Linked DNA regions of Mus musculus: region 1 is linked to region 2. A link is a contact called in public HiChIP or PLAC-seq data. All regions are on one chromosome and are shown on one strand. The core of a region is the stretch at or near the end of the contact, and the rest is flanking DNA. Distances in the headings are between cores, read along the strand shown.

Region 1 (7,756 bases), core at 4,337-6,836, 320 kb after region 2:
ATTAAAATATGTTGGTGATATAGAGAAAAGGGAATCCTCACATGTTATTGGGGGAAATAGAAATAGTGCAACCACTGTGGAAAGCAGTCTGGGAACTTCTCAAAAATCTAGAAATAGATATACCATATGACCTAGATATAACACTCCTGGGATATACATATGACTTTATCCAACCAACTACGAGTTGTGTGCCCAGCCATGTTCACTAATGCTAGGAAAATGGCTCAGATGATGTGTACTGTGAGTTAACTGAGAAATGAATTAGGAAATTATGATATACATACAATGGAATTTTTTCAGCCCTAAAAAGGCACTGACCTTATGAAGTAGCAAAAAAATTTTGGAGATGGAAAATACTATATTGAGTGAGTTAACACAGGCCCAGAGAGGCAAACACTGCATTCTTTCTTGACTGTGTATCACAGCTACTAGTGATACGGAATGAATTTAGAAACGTGGAAATTAAAAAAGGGGCCATGGAAGGGGAGGAAAGGCCTTCGAATAGTCTCTTAATGATACCAAAATAAATATATACCAATGCCTCTTCTCATTGTGATCTTTTCCCAAATGTCATTGTATAGTGCATATACAAAAGTTAAATTTCTCACTCACCATTGCTAATAAAAAGTTCTCAAACAACATGAACAAAAAGTTCTTTTCAATATTTAACATAAACCTTACCATCCCTTGCCAAAATCTACATATGTACATATGATGTGTGTACAGATATACAGAAGCCACTGGTATATCAGTAAGTGTGTGTGTGTGTGTGTGTGTGTGTGTGTGTGTGTGTGTGTGTTGTGTGTGTGTGTGTGTGTGCTTTAAAGTCACGTAATTAAACCTAGATTCTAAACATAGGTATGCTACTTTGAAGTATGACCTCATAGGAGGTTCCTAATAAAGCTGTTGAATAAGTTGGAAACACATTCAATGTTCATGCCATTTAATATATACCTATAATGAAGCCTCCACCGTGAATAAAATCTCCAAGAACTTGCTAACTTTCAACCCCTTAAGCTCTGTTGGGATGAAAGTGCAGGATAAAGGAAGCTTTACAGCAGTTGATCATCCCCGAAGGCGTGGGCACAATTTTGCTTAATTGATTCCCATTTTATGTTCAGGAAAATGTAGGTAGATGTGGTATTTGTCCTAGAGGGGATTAGTCGTGTGACTTCATTAATAATGTTTAAAGTAGACAATGATTTTAGAAACTCCAGTGTGTTATCTAGATATTATAGTTTTGCAATTAGCTTGTTCTTACACCTGTAGGTCACCAAAAACCTATGGTAGAACAGGTTCTTTTTTGAATCCTGCATGACTGGACTTCCTGGACAGTTTTACTCACATGTGCCATGTGGGCCAATAAACAACATAAAATTGTGTCCTCAATGCTAATAACTGTTGCAGGATGAGCCTTATAGAAGCTCTATGAGAACCGTGCTGTTCCTTTTCACACAAAAATCCTTATGGTTTTCAATAGTGGAGGAACCTTGCAGTAGAGGGTTTGCTTGATGGTGAACTATCAGATATACTAATAGTAGTAAAAGGACTCCTTCCTTTCCATTCCTTCTGTTTAGCTCTACGTGACAGAATAACTTACAATTCACTAACATTTGATTGCTACATCTTCCTACAAAGTTTACAGTATAATCCTAGTTACACATCTAAAATTGTCAAGGCACCATGAACAGATGCTGCCAAGTCTCTACCCTCATTTTCTACTTTTCAAAGAAGACTAGGACTTGGTTTACAGCTGTAAGTCTTTGAATATAGGTAACTAAAACTATAGTGAAGAGACATCTCGGGAGTTGGAATTGTTAAATATGGAAGTCTAACATCGTAGACTTTGAAAAGCTGTTAAATAGTATTATCAAATGCATTTAAAATATTAAAACAGCATGTTAACTCAGATTAACACAAGTTTTTTTTTTCCAGTTTGGTGATCTGAGAGATTAAGATAGTAGCAACGTCTCACCCCAAGAATGACTGTCAGCTATTGTTTAATATTTTCTCTTTATTATCAAAGATTTGCATGACAAATAATGTGCTTCACTATGATTTTTCATATATATATATATTATTATTATCTACTACTTATTATCTAATTTTTTAATTACTCTTATTATCTAATTTTTTTAATTCCAAAACTATTGCAGAAATGTATGTGTGTATAGACATACACAGAAGTATATATAACACATGCACGCCATGCTGATGTTAGCTTCAGAATTTAATATAAATTTCTGTATTTAAGATCAAATATAAAGGGCTGGAGAGATGGCTCAATGGTTAAGACTGCTCTTCTGAAGGTCCTGAGTTCAAATCCCAGCAACCACATTGTGGCTCACAACCACCCGTAATGAGATCTGACGCTCTCTTCTGGTGCATCTGAAGACAGCTACAGTGTACTAAGATATAATAATAAATAAATCTTTAAAAAAAAGATCAAATATAAAATAAGGTCAAGTTATGACCAAGCAAGAAGTACTAGGTCTTCAGGGGAGACTTTTCCTGATATTTCTAAGTTCACCGTCTACTGAGCCTATTCACAGAGCCATTTATTTACTGAACATCAAAAGGTCCTCATCACCTCCAACTGCTTCCTGTAACTTAAGAACCTTGAAGAATGGTATTCACCAAGCACATCCCTTCTCACCTATTTTATTTCCAGCAGATGCTCGTAGACTGGAAAGTTGGCCATGACGTAAGAAGCTTATTCAGACACAAAACACCCATCAATGGTGAAAATCAAAAGCATTGTGGAATGTAGAGATGGAAATTGTCCCTGGATTCTATTAGTCTTCTCCTCAGCATTGTCAGTGCCAGTATCTCTCTGTGTGAAAATGAGGGAAGCACTCTGGTATCCACAATTGGCAACAGCTTATTAAGGGGCCCAAGTTTCAGGACATCCCCACCGCCAGTTGATACCACTTCTAGCTAACTGAAATCCAGGACCACTCCTGGGGTCCTGAGGATCCCCTGTCAACTCATACCGAATTGGTTCCACTTTTAAATTATTCTAAGTCCACAGAGTCAGATTTAAATAAAACGACATGTGAAGGAATAAATGGATATGTGTGCTGATTGGCTTCATTTTGGCATGAGTCCAGTTTAGGAATTCTTTATGAAGAATTACTTGTCATGGCAAGAAATACCTTTCTTGTTTTCTTAAATCTCATATCACAATACACTTTTTCAAAAAAAAATTTTTTTAGAGTCTCCTTGACCACAGAGATCACTGTAAAACCCAACTTGTACATAGAAAGGCTTACCATGGACCTGCAACGTCATTAGTTGGGATGGTGCCAGGATAGACCCATACTGGACTGTTTCCAGTTCCTCCAAACAAATATGGCAAAAATGAATTTATTTCCAGATCCAAGTGAAGTCCTGCTTCAGAAGCAGTTTGACATTAACTTCTTCCAGCGTGGCAGTGCTGGCTGACAGAAGCATTGACAAGGCCAGTGTCTTCCCAGCCTCTTCAATCTGACAGCAGAAAGAAGCATATGGGCCCTTAATGGGTTACACTATGGAGGTTGGACTTGTGGGGTTTCTCCGTTCCAGAGGAGAGTAGAACCATGAGTGTTGAGAGAAATGGCTGGCCTCCCAGTCAAAGTCACTCTCTGGAAATCAGAGTGCAGTGTGGACGCTGCAGCTGTGTATTGGGATGTGGTCGGTTCTCTAGCAGCTTGGCTTGTTTTCAGGAGACTGCTCTAGCTGGGGCTTTCCATCAACAGTCCGGTATGGGTCTATCCTGGCACCAACCCAACTAGTGATGGTGCAGGTCCATGGTAAGCTTTTCTAGGCACAAGTTGGAACTTACAGTGATCTCTGTGGTCAAGGAGACTCTAAAAATTTTTTTTTGAAAAAGTGTATTGGGCCTCACTCAACAGCCCCTTAAATACATGATTCATTCTTTAAGCTGCTTTAGTTTGTTAGCATGGCTGTGATTTCTGCTCAAAGGTGTGGTTGTTGATTTTTATTTAGTATATGTTCATCTTCAGCCGCCGTCATTTTGAAAATATCTTTAAAATTAAAGAATGTCATGAGGAGTATGGGTAGCAAACTTTTTGAGGATAGTAATTAGACTTTTAGGAACTGAGGGGAATTTCCTAGAGAGTGGTTTATAAATGGTTTGGCTGAGTATGGTGGTAACACCTTTATTCCCAGCAGAGAACTAAATAAGGCGAAGAGGATTGTGAGTCAATAGCCAGATTGGGCTCTATTGCCAGATACTGCTCCAGTAACCCCAACCCCAAACAGTCAGTAAACTATGCTGCCTAAGTATTTCCTGGTGTCATATAGAAAAGGATTCTTCCTGATGTAGTTAGTGCAATCAAATGAGGCAAATTCAAAAAGACAAAAAACAAACAAACAAACAAACCCAAAACAGAATAAAACAAAAAGTCCAAGGAGTCACGTTTTACAAGAGAAGAATTCAAGTGCTTTTTCTCACAGTGACAGGTGAGTTGTCTGGCCTTTATGTTTAGTTGGTTGGTTTACCTTACTAAATGGGAAGATAAGAAGTATCTCATAAGCCACCATGAATGTAGCTAATACACACACACACACACACACACACACACACACACACACTTCCTGAATTATAATTCTATTAGGCATATCTAAAATCCAGCTGTAGTCAGTGACCTCCTTGGTTGTTCTCAGTGAAAGCCTTGTGTTTTGGCAGCAGGGGAGTGTGTGGGGTGGAGCAGGGGATATCACCTTGCACTGGATGTTTATCTGGCTCCTGGTGGAGGAGGTGGGTGGGGCCTGTGAGGCATCGGAGCACACAGGTAACAGAACTCCGGCCTGGCTGCTGCAGACTCTACCTGAGCTCTCTGGAGGCTGTTATGTCGCCTGCTGCCTGCCCAGAAATGACCAGGGATAAAAGCAGCTCAGGGTAGGTGCCACATGCCTGTCTCCATCTGTTGTGACTTCCTCAATTAGGAAGAAGACATTTCCAGATATGAGATCATCTTTAATTGCTGTGCAAGTAGGAAATCAAATCTTCGTGTTTATAGGGTTAAGCAATTTCGTTTTCTTTTGTTTTGTTTTTGTTTTTATTTCTGCAAACTGAGACCATGCTCAGCACATACTGTCTTAGGCATAGGTACAAAAGAAAAGTATTTGGTTTGGTCCTTCCTATATGTTTGGCTTCCTGTATCCATTACCTCTGATCCTTTTCAAAACCATAGTTTATTCCAACTTTAAAAAAAAAAAAAAACATTTTTTTTTTTACTTTTTTTAGTCTTAGAGGTTATAATTACATAATATGAATCATTTCTTTCCTCTCTCCAAGCCCCCCCATATGCCTTCCTTGCTCCTTTTCAAATTCATTCCCTCTTTTTTCATTAACTGTTTATAATATTCCTAGATACAAAAGTGCAACCTACTGAGTCCGTATAATGCTGATTGTATGCGTGTTTTCAGTGCTGACCATTTGGTATTGGATAACCAGCTGGCGTGCTCTTCTACAAAGAAAGCTGTTTCTCCAGCTCTCGGCATTTCTTAGTTGTCTGTAGTTGGTTGCAGGGCTGAGGCCTCCTGGGCGTTCCCAACCACTGAAGCATATCCACTGTTGTCTTTATTCAGCTTATGTGCAGGCAGGGTCTTAGTCATTTTCTGTTGCTGTGCTAAGACTCCATGACCAAGGCAACTTAATAAAAATGTTTACTGGACCTTATAGTGTCAGAGGATGAGCTCATGACTATTAGGTACAGGCCATAGCAGCAGGCAGGCATGGTGTTGGAACAGTAGCTGCAAGCTCATAGCTTGAGATAACAGCCACAAGAATTGGTCTTTCAGCCATGCGATCTAGGATTGAACTCAGGTCATCAACAAGCACTGTTCCCACTGAGCCCTCTCTTAGGCCCAGGATTCTTCTTCTTGACAGTCAGGTGTCTGACTGGCATCAGCAGACATGCAGGGAAGGGCTCAGTTACAGAGTGGAGGATTATCTTGCCCCTCCCATCCCTGCACACACAGTTTCTTCACTGACCAATTCTCTCTCTCTCTCTCCCTCTCTCTCTCTCTCTCTCTCTCTCTCCTATAAGACTGCATTTTCCTTGATGAAATTTGGGGAAAGTAATATCTTTGTAAATATCATTGTGTATACAGTATTTTTTGAAAATATATTTTAATACAACATATTCTGAGTATGGTTTTCTCTTCTCCAACTCCTTGCATACACTCCTCCTTCCCCAACCACTCGAAGCTACATCCTTTTTTTTTCTTTAGGATAAAAGTGAGCATGTAAATAGTAATAATAATAGTAATAATAATAAAATTAGATAAAAACAAATTAGGTTAGGACAAAATGAATTGAAAAGAAAAAAACTCAAGAAACACAGAGATATACATAATTCACACATACAAAATCCTATAAAAACACAAAATCAGAAATTATAATATATACAAAGGAAATGTAAGGTTTTTGTTTTTTAAGTCATGACAAAAAAATCTCAAAAAAAAAAAAAAGCTCAAAAGAAAAAAATAAGTAAAGGTTATTGAGTTTGCTTGTGTTAGCCATTTACTGCCGGGCATGGGGCCTAGCCTTAAGACTGGTTGGTGTAGCCCATGGGACTCCTTTGAGAACATTACAATTTCATTTGTGAGTGGTTATGAACTGGAGATGGCTTCTAAGTTAGGGACGGGACTTGTGTCCCTCACAGCACTGGGACCCCTTTGGGTGCTGAGCTGTGCAGGCCCTGGTCATGCTACCACAGTCTCCATGAGCTCCTGTGTGCATTTGCACTGCCCTGTTAGGAAGGCCTGGTTTCCTTGGCGTCCTCCATCCCTTCGGGTTCTTAAAATCTTTCTGCTTCCTCTTCTCTCCTCTTCCCTGAGCCCTGAGGTAAGCAACATTTTATATTACCTAATAAAATTAATGCTGCTTTTCTTCTCTGATACGACGTTTATAAGTGAGAAGGTGGGGAAAACACAATTCTTAAAACTTGAATATTTAATGAGATTCCTTAATTAGCATGGCGCTGCCTGCCTGGACATTGCACTTGACAGAGAACTTGCATTTGAAAGCCATAAAATCACAGTTAATTTGGAAACTTGATCTATAAAAAATATAGATTTATTATGCGCCTGAATCATGATAATCCAAGGTTTGAAGGACCTTCAGGGAGTTCTAACCTACTGTAGCTGACCTCACTCCCTTTCTCAGTTGTGACTGTTTAATCAGATCAGAATCTATAGCTCTTCTTTCCATGGATATTTAAAGGCTGAAAACGGCCAAAAGCAGGTGGTTGTATAGACTACAATTCAACTTTTAAAAGTTGTGTCACTTACTGAGAAAACTTATCAATTGTTTCTTTAGAAATGACTTCAGATCGGAGTCCACTGACTGTGGAGAAATGCCACTGTTTAATACAGGCTACATACTATTCAGTGTGCCCTGTGCCTTGTGTATTGGTCTGCAATTGCCACCACTCCTACAACATCTGCTTCTTTCTCTTTGGCAGGGTAGAGTGTCCTTGCCCAACTTTCTTTGTCCTTAACCTACAATCATGTGGGTTGGTTCATATTTTTAAACAAAAATGAAAATAGTACAAACATTACTTTGCAAGACTGTAATGTAGCACCTGCTTTGAGGGGAGTGGTGTGTGGGACTTCAGCTCAGTTTTGTCTTGGTGTGTATTTCACATGATGAATGGGCCATAATTTATTCATAGTGTGGTGAGTGCTCAGATATGTGGACGATCAATTGCCTGGGTGTTTGAAATAGATACCCGACTGAAACAGT
Region 2 (7,875 bases), core at 2,846-5,345:
GGCTACCTCAGGCAGCTTGCTTGGCCAGTGGCTTGGGTTGGTGGCAGCTGTGGCTGGAATGCAGGGAGGCTTCCAGGTGGGAGATTAGATGTGCAGTTCCTTAGAGGGAAATTTGCTCCATTGCTCCAGCATGGTGGGTTCTGAGGAGCAGAGACAGTCCATGGTTTTAAGGTGTTTATTGTAGAAAGGAAGAGAGAGGGGGAGAGTAGAGAAGCAGAGGCTGGCCATGGCCACATGGAGAGAGGAGGGAAAAGAGGAGTAAGAGAGAGAGAGCATGGGAGCAAGGGAACAAGAGTAAGAGCAAGAGGGTAAGAAAGGCAAGAGTGTAAGAGAGGCAAGAGAGCAAGGATCTCCTTTTATAGTGGGCTGTGCCATCCTGGCTGTTGCTAGGTAACTGTGGGAAGGATCATACCTGGCTATTGCCAGGTTACTGTAGGGGTGGAGTTCAGACAGAATACCAGGAGCTTGGGCCATTGCCTATGTGACAGGTGGCCACACACCTATCTGCAGGGGGTTGTGGGAGGCTGTAGCTGGAACAGGAGCCAGGGGCCCAGGAGGCACGGCTGAACTCCTACTGTCCCATGAAGGCAGAAGTCACTACCCACCAGGTCTCCAGGGTTCCAGGCCTGTGCTCAACCAGGACCAGGCTGTTTATACACAGCTCCCTGCCCCCATACCCTGCTCTATTTATTACTAATGCCATGCTGCCCCAACTTTCTATCATTGTGTTTTCTCCTCATTCTCAGTCTCTTAATGTAGGAGAAGTAAGATCTATTCTCTGGTTTTCTAAGGAAGGAGTACCCTCACATGAATAAAGTTTCCCCAATGTACTGACATGCTACCACTGCACTGACACACTGAGAAACAGGCAGGGTCTTCAGGCTCACCAGCTTCACCAAGTCATGCTTCTATCTGAAGAGGGCCATCAGCACTTAATGAATTTGCTCCTTCTCCTCTAATGGTGCTATGTTTTGAGTGTAAAAGGTTCTCCATTGGCTCCTATGTTTGGACACTTCATTTGCAGCTGGCAGAATGTTTTTGAAAGGTCCAGGAAACATCTGAACATGGGGCCAAGCTCTTTCATAACCTGGGCTTACAAGTTATAGTCAGGACTAACTTTCCTTTGAGCATTGTCAGATTTTAGGTTTACAGTGATTAAGAAAGCATGGGGAAGGCTCCCACTGACCCTGAGAAGCTGGCATGTTGTACCTGCTGTGGTGAACTGTTTCTCCTCAAACCATGAGCCAAAATGGGTCTTTCCTTCCCCACTTGTGTCACTGTCCTATCTCTACCAGGGGAAATCAGCTCATACAGTTGGTCTTTGTATATAAACCAAGTAAAATGTTGAAGACACTTCATGATAAGGGGAGGGAAAAGAATGAGGCATCTAAAATTTGAGGAGGAAAGATTATGATTGGGTAGTTTTATTCACAGATTGATTCTTTTCTATGCACGCATAACTCTTAACCGTGACCCTAAGTTGCTGGATGACCTTGCTTTAACTATTGCTTAATAGAACACTGTAGGCTGGTCACACTGGGTCTTCAGACAGGGACAAATGGGAATGGTACTATAGGATGTCCTAAAGGTGTCATGGATTCAAATTAATTACTTGTCCTTGAACATTCACTCAAAAGACACTTATAAAGTTTCACCAACATGATTGCCTAAACATAGGCTGAACAAGAACGACGATAGACATGCTAAAGTAGTAGACATGGCAAAGCCCATGAGGCTTCAACACTATACTAGTAAAGAACTAGTATAAAGAACTAGCCAATTAAGGCATAATGAGAGCAGGAGAAATAGTTTTCCCCAGGAGAGAGAACACCAACTGGTTATCCAGTACCAAATGGCGAGTTCTGAAAATAAAGATACAAGTAACATCATACAAGCAAAGCAGGTTGCATTTATGTATTGATTTATTGATAAATATACTACATAATATATACATAATATATAATATATAGGCATATCATATATAGAGAGACATAGAATATATACAAAAACATATATTTTATATTTCTCCAAATAATAAATACACTAATATACATATATAAATGATAAATACAACCTACTTTGTTTATATGATATTACTTGTATATATATTAATAAATATTCAGGTGACAACAATTAATGGAAAAGGGGCCATGGACTTGAAAAGGATCAAAGAGAGGTATACAGAAGGGTATGGAGGGAAAACGAAGAAAGGAGAAATTATGTAATTGCCTTATAATCTTGAAAAACAAAAGACATAGTTAACTCCCCCTAGAAATAGACAAATTAGGAAACAGATGAAAAGTCCAGAATCATGATATAATCACAAGTTAGTGCTATTGATAAGTTAAATGAAATACAAAGTATTTTTGTAGATATTAATTAGGTAACTTGAAAAAATAATATGCAACTTGATAAAATACAAATGTTTTTTTTGTTGTTGTTGTTGGTTTGGTTTGGTTTGGTTTGGGTCTTTTTGGTTTTCCGAGACAGGGTTTCTCTGTGTAGCCCTGGCTGTCCTGGAACTCACTTTGTAGACCAGGCTGGCCTCGAACTCAGAAATCCACCTGCCTCTGCCTCCCAAGTGCTGGGATTAAAGGCGTGCGCCACCACCGCCTGGCAACAAATGTTTTTGGATGTGGTCATTCCAATCTCAGAAGTTCATTTTAAAAATAAAACCCATTTACTCTTTTTCCACAAAGAAACACAGTACATGTATAATGACTAAATGTCACAAAAAGTCTAATTGCTTAACATTAGATGATATAAGTCAAACACGTCAGATAAGCTGCCTGGGAGGCCGGAAGAGGAGTCATCTGCATGATGAGGAAGCATAGGAACTTTTAAAGCTTTCTCAGTACTGTTTGGAAAGGCTAAAGATGGGATGAATAACTGGTTCTTCTCAAAGCAAAGCCCAGATGCCAGTAAAAGCAAGACAGAACAGCATGTGGCCTGTCACAGAGCTAGGCAGGATTCTGGACCATGCAGAGATCCTCAGCACAGGAAATAAATGTGGACTGTATTTAAATTAAAATGTAAATCGATCTGTTTTTTGAGCTCAGTCCCACTGCTGTGGAGAAAATGGATTAGAGAATATCCAATGGGGCAAAATGCTTATGGTTTCTGTTAAATAACAAAACTATGTCATCCACTGAACTACCATCTATCAGATAATGAATATCACTGTATCTCTTCTGTTTAGGTGGTCTTCCTAAACTATGTAGCTGGCCAATAGACGACAGTCAAGTTTAAAAAAGACTTGCCAGAATTTTTTGGACCAGCCAGCAGGTGAAAAATGACACACAGAGACTTACTAATTTTATGATAGCTTATGCCTTAGCTTAGGCTGCCTCCCAGCTAGGTTCTCTAACTTAATTAACACCACTATTCTAGTCCCCATCCCACTACATGGTCCGGTACCTCTCTCACTCCAGGTACATCTGACCTCTTGTCCTGCTGACAAATTTTCTCCTGCCTCATTCTTCTCTCAGAGATCCTCTCTCAGACCAGAAGTCCCACTTTCCCTTTCCTGCCCAGCTATTGGCTGTTTATATCTCTATTAAACCAATCAGAGGCTGAGGGATGAAGAATGTTTACAGGATATGGTGCAGGTGCAGAGTCATAAGTAAACAATAGCAAAGTCTGCCAGTACTCAGCCCAGAATTAACAATTTAGTACTTAGCTAGCAAATTAATAATTGGATAATACAAAGACAACCCTCACACAGTACACCCCATCCCATGACTCCCAGAGAACCTGCCATTTGTGTATGCACCAGTGGCTGTATAAGAGGACTCTGTTCAATGTCACAAACTTCCTTTCCTTTTAAATTCCATGGGATGGATTTCTGCTCAGTTTTCTATGTCTAGGGCATTCCTGAGATGGAAAGCATAAGGAAGGGCCTAGTGGCCTAGGATTCTACTTTGCTTGGGCTCTGCACGCACCACTCTCTAACAATGCACCTAGCAATCTTAGACTCCCACTTCCATGATGCTGTACGTATACCAACTTCAAACAGTGGCATGGATTCCTTCCCCTGGCGAACCAACAGTTACCCTTTTCCCATTCACACCCATACCCTTTTCCTGTTCACACCCATCTGGAAACACATTCCAGGACGATGAGTCAGTCCAGCCTGGGCTGATTTGGTGAGTATGAGCAGCAAGACAACTTTTGTCATCTGTTTGAACTTTTTGACTTTTGGGGAACTATATTTACTATCTTATGCATAATCAGATATACATATAATTAACATCAGAAGCGTTTTTAGGAAAGGACATGGGCAGTACAGATAAACTTAAATAATGCAAGCTTATCAATCTAAACAGACAGTCACCCTCTCTATGTCTCCTTCCAACCAAACCTCCCATTCTCCTGAACTCCATGAAAGGAAATTTCAAGCAATAACTAGACCTCAGGATTCCTTTCACACTCAGTACTTCTCTGCTCACCTGCAAGTTATTTCTGACCCATTCTATCATTTTGCTTTTAAGTAAAGATTCCTTAGTGCCTTATAATCTGTGTGCCACTTCTCTAAGAGCCTGGGAGTAACTGGTTTAGACAGCAACCACCACTCTCAGTTACATCAATGGTGTGGGTTTTCAGTTACCTTGTTTTTTGGTCTTTTTGTTATTTTTGTCTTTTTTATTTTTCAGAGCTGAGGACTGAACCCAAGGCCTTGTGCTTGCTGGGCAAGTGCTCTACCACTGAGCTAAATCCCCAACCCCGAGGCCTGGGTTTTCTAAACCTCAAAGCCCACCACTAATGACATACCTCCTCAACAAGGTCACACTGCCTCCAATATGGCCACACCTCCTGATCCATCTCAAAAAGCCCCCCCCACCACCACCACCAATTAGGGACCAAGCATTTCAATATGTGAGTCTAGAAGGGCCATTCTCACTCAAACTACCACACAACTATTTGCCTCTTTAAAGACTAAGATTAAAAAGAAACAGTTTTTTCTTTATATTTAAAAAAAGCAGTTAATGTCTTCCTATACTCATGACTTTGGCTTAATTTGACAGCAAATACTTTTCTCAGCTTCTTGGGGAATGGTTGAGAGGAAGTTAATTATGTTTCTATGGTGGTGGACCTTTGGGAGGAAAGAAAAACCTTATATCTGTCTCCCTCATTCTGTAATATCCTTTCTAACTAATGATACAAATTGACCTAAATCAACCAAATTAGCAGAAAACATGTAGGAGGTTAGAGTATATGCCCTTGTGTGATTGCTACTGCAAAATTATGAAACACATCCAATTTTAAACCAAACTTGAAGTGAGGTGAGTAGATGTTAAGTAATTCCGTATACCCTCTCAAAATGTTTCAGTGACAAATTCCATCTTAAACAGTTAGATGATTATAAACCCTGAAATTAAATTTCAGGATGAATAATTAAGCACAGTTCTTCAGAGTCTCCAGAAGAAATCACATTTATCTACAGCACAAACACTTGAAGTAATCGATTGGGAGTCAATTGGCAAGGCACTGAAGAATAATTTTCAATTCTGAAGGAGCCATTTTCACTTCAGCTGGCATGATGTGCCTAATAAATAGCCCCTCTTGGTTCCATTTGGGAGTGAAGGTGGATTGTTTCCTTTGTTCTGGAAGTGTTGTTTTGTTTTTCAATGTGTGTGTATGTGCGCAAATGCATGTGTGTGTGTGTGTGTGTATTTGCATGTGTGCCTGTGTGTGTGCATGTGTGTGTGTGTGCTCATGTGAATTCAGGTTCCTGTAAAGGCCATAAAAATGTGTTTTATCCCTTAAAGCTGGAGTAACAGATGGTTGTGAGTCACTAATTATGAGTGCTGGGCACCAAACTTTGGTTGTCTGCAAAAACATTATCTGATCTTAAAGCTGACCCACCTCTCTAGCCCTTGTTCTGGTATTGCTCCACAATGTGGTGAGTAAGTCCTCATTTGCCTTTAAAAAACTCTTGTATAAGACAGTTCAACCTAACTTGTAAAACCGTGTGAACTGTAATTTCCTAAAAAGGCCATATGTCACACGCCTTGAAGATTCCTGAAGAGTGGGAGGTGTGAGTATATATCCATAATTGAAGATTTGGAATTTTTGCAGATCCTGAACAAAAACACCTTGGGCTATCTTCAGTACCTTCTATTGACACTTACTGGCAATATAAGTAAGTGACCTATAAGACCTAGTATCATTTTAAATATCAGGTAGAACTTTTAGAATATATTAACTTAGCTGACTACTAGTTTCTTCTGGCCCTTAACCTAAGACTGTTACAATGTAGAAAAGATTTCTTGTCATTGACCTTACCTCTGATACCCACCAAAGTATTTGTAGCTTTACTTTTTTCGGTGGCTATAACCTCATCTGCAGTGGAACATGTCATTTGGGACAACATGAATTTATTCTCAGGTCATACAGGTAATACATAGTTGACCCAGAAGAAACCATCTCTTCTCACCTTGAGGGCCATAGGTAGGTTCACATCACTGATAGCAGCTGAGATCAAAGTCCTTCCCATTTACATGACTGTCCTTTTAGAGCTACGATTAAAAACAATGAAAAGGTAATGTTAAAATTTTACTCTAGAGTTCAGGAGATAGCCAGTGTGATAGTATTACCCAGAGCACAAGTCATGACTTTTGAGAAAAAGAAAGCAAAACAAAAGAAATAATAATTTAACTGTGACTCACAGCAACTGAGTTAGTTCATTGGTCTAGTTAGTAGGGAAGTAGGGAAAGAACAAAAAAAGATTATGTCACAGTTTTTACTTTATAGGAATAGTCACTCATTGTATTTATCCCATGGACATTTAGAAAAGAGCTAAACATGGACCACAGGATCCCATGTCAGCATCTATATCAACACTAGTCCTAACTCTAAGTTACCTCAGACTAGTAACCTTCACTCTCAGTTTTATTAGTTATAATATAGAAAGGGTAAGTTAGCTGTGCTCACCCTTCCTTCTGGCTCTTCAAGGCCTGTAATTCTCAGTGTACTGGTTGTCACCAAAGGCAAAGAGAGCATCTGTCCTTCTCCATTCCTGGCCTCTTGCTTTCTCCCTGTTCTGCAGTCCTAGTGTTCACAAAGTGACCAGTGTTCCCCCCTGCTCTGTTCATTGATTCTGCTCTTCTGGGAGGCCAGGATCCCACAGAACCACAACAATACACAGCTCTTCTACATCTTTGTTTTACTGGTGTGAGAACTGTTTTGGACTTTTCACTGGTTAGTTTTTGACAGCTTGACATAGACTAGAGTCACTTGGAAAGAGGGAACATCAGTGCCTCCATCAGCTTGGCCTAAGGGCAAGACTATAGAACATTTTTTTTTCATTAAAGATTAATGTGGGAGGACCTGGTCCACTGTGGCAGTGTCGCCCCTAGGCAGACAGCCTTGTATCATGTTTGAAAGCGAGCTGAGCAAGCTATGGAGAGCCATGCCTCTACAGTTGTTGCTTCCAGGTTCCTGCCTTGGCCTTTTGCCCTGACTTCCCTCCATGATGGACTTCAAACAAACTCTCACCACCCCTAAGTTGTTTTTTGGTAGATGTTTTATTACAACAAATGCTAAACAAGCTAGGGCAGATCTCTACATCTATACGGAATAGATGTACAGTGTCTGAAGCCATTAGCTTTAAAGTAACCTGGTAATACTGGTTCTCCTAACATCAGTGTAGTACCACTATTGTATATGCAAAACAGTTTGCTGTTTTCCAAACACGTGCTTCCTTCTAAATGTGGAAAAATAGGGGAAATGGCTGTAGCCATGAATTCCATTTTCTGGCCTCTTGAACCTAGCAAAGCCATGCAATCAACTGTGGTTTCTTCTTGTGTCAAAGTAATTTTATATATATATACACACACACATACACATATATACATATATGTATATATATTCTAA

Evidence for each region. HiChIP or PLAC-seq counts read pairs in DNA pulled down with a chosen protein or histone mark.
Region 1: a contact with region 2 is called in an HNF4G HiChIP or PLAC-seq map of pancreatic cancer cells. The contact joins two enhancer-like sites.

The regions. Positions count from the first base shown.
Region 1 is chr15:41,598,500-41,606,255 of GRCm38.p6, forward strand. All of the region lies in intron 2 of Oxr1 (oxidation resistance 1), which reads left to right. Among named protein-coding and RNA genes, the nearest start is that of Oxr1, 150 kb to the left of the region's middle. Within about 2 kb of position 5,587, at least 21 of the 459 cell types and tissues checked have an H3K27ac peak or open chromatin away from gene starts, as enhancers often do. A contact at or near this core is called in pancreatic cancer cells, where this site is marked.
Region 2 is chr15:41,282,921-41,290,795 of GRCm38.p6, forward strand. It overlaps Gm33557 (a long non-coding RNA gene), which reads right to left. Exons shown (of 6, transcript XR_875321.1): 3 at 6,437-6,518. Among named protein-coding and RNA genes, the nearest start is that of Gm33557, 13 kb to the right of the region's middle. Within about 2 kb of position 4,096, at least 22 of the 459 cell types and tissues checked have an H3K27ac peak or open chromatin away from gene starts, as enhancers often do. A contact at or near this core is called in pancreatic cancer cells, where this site is marked.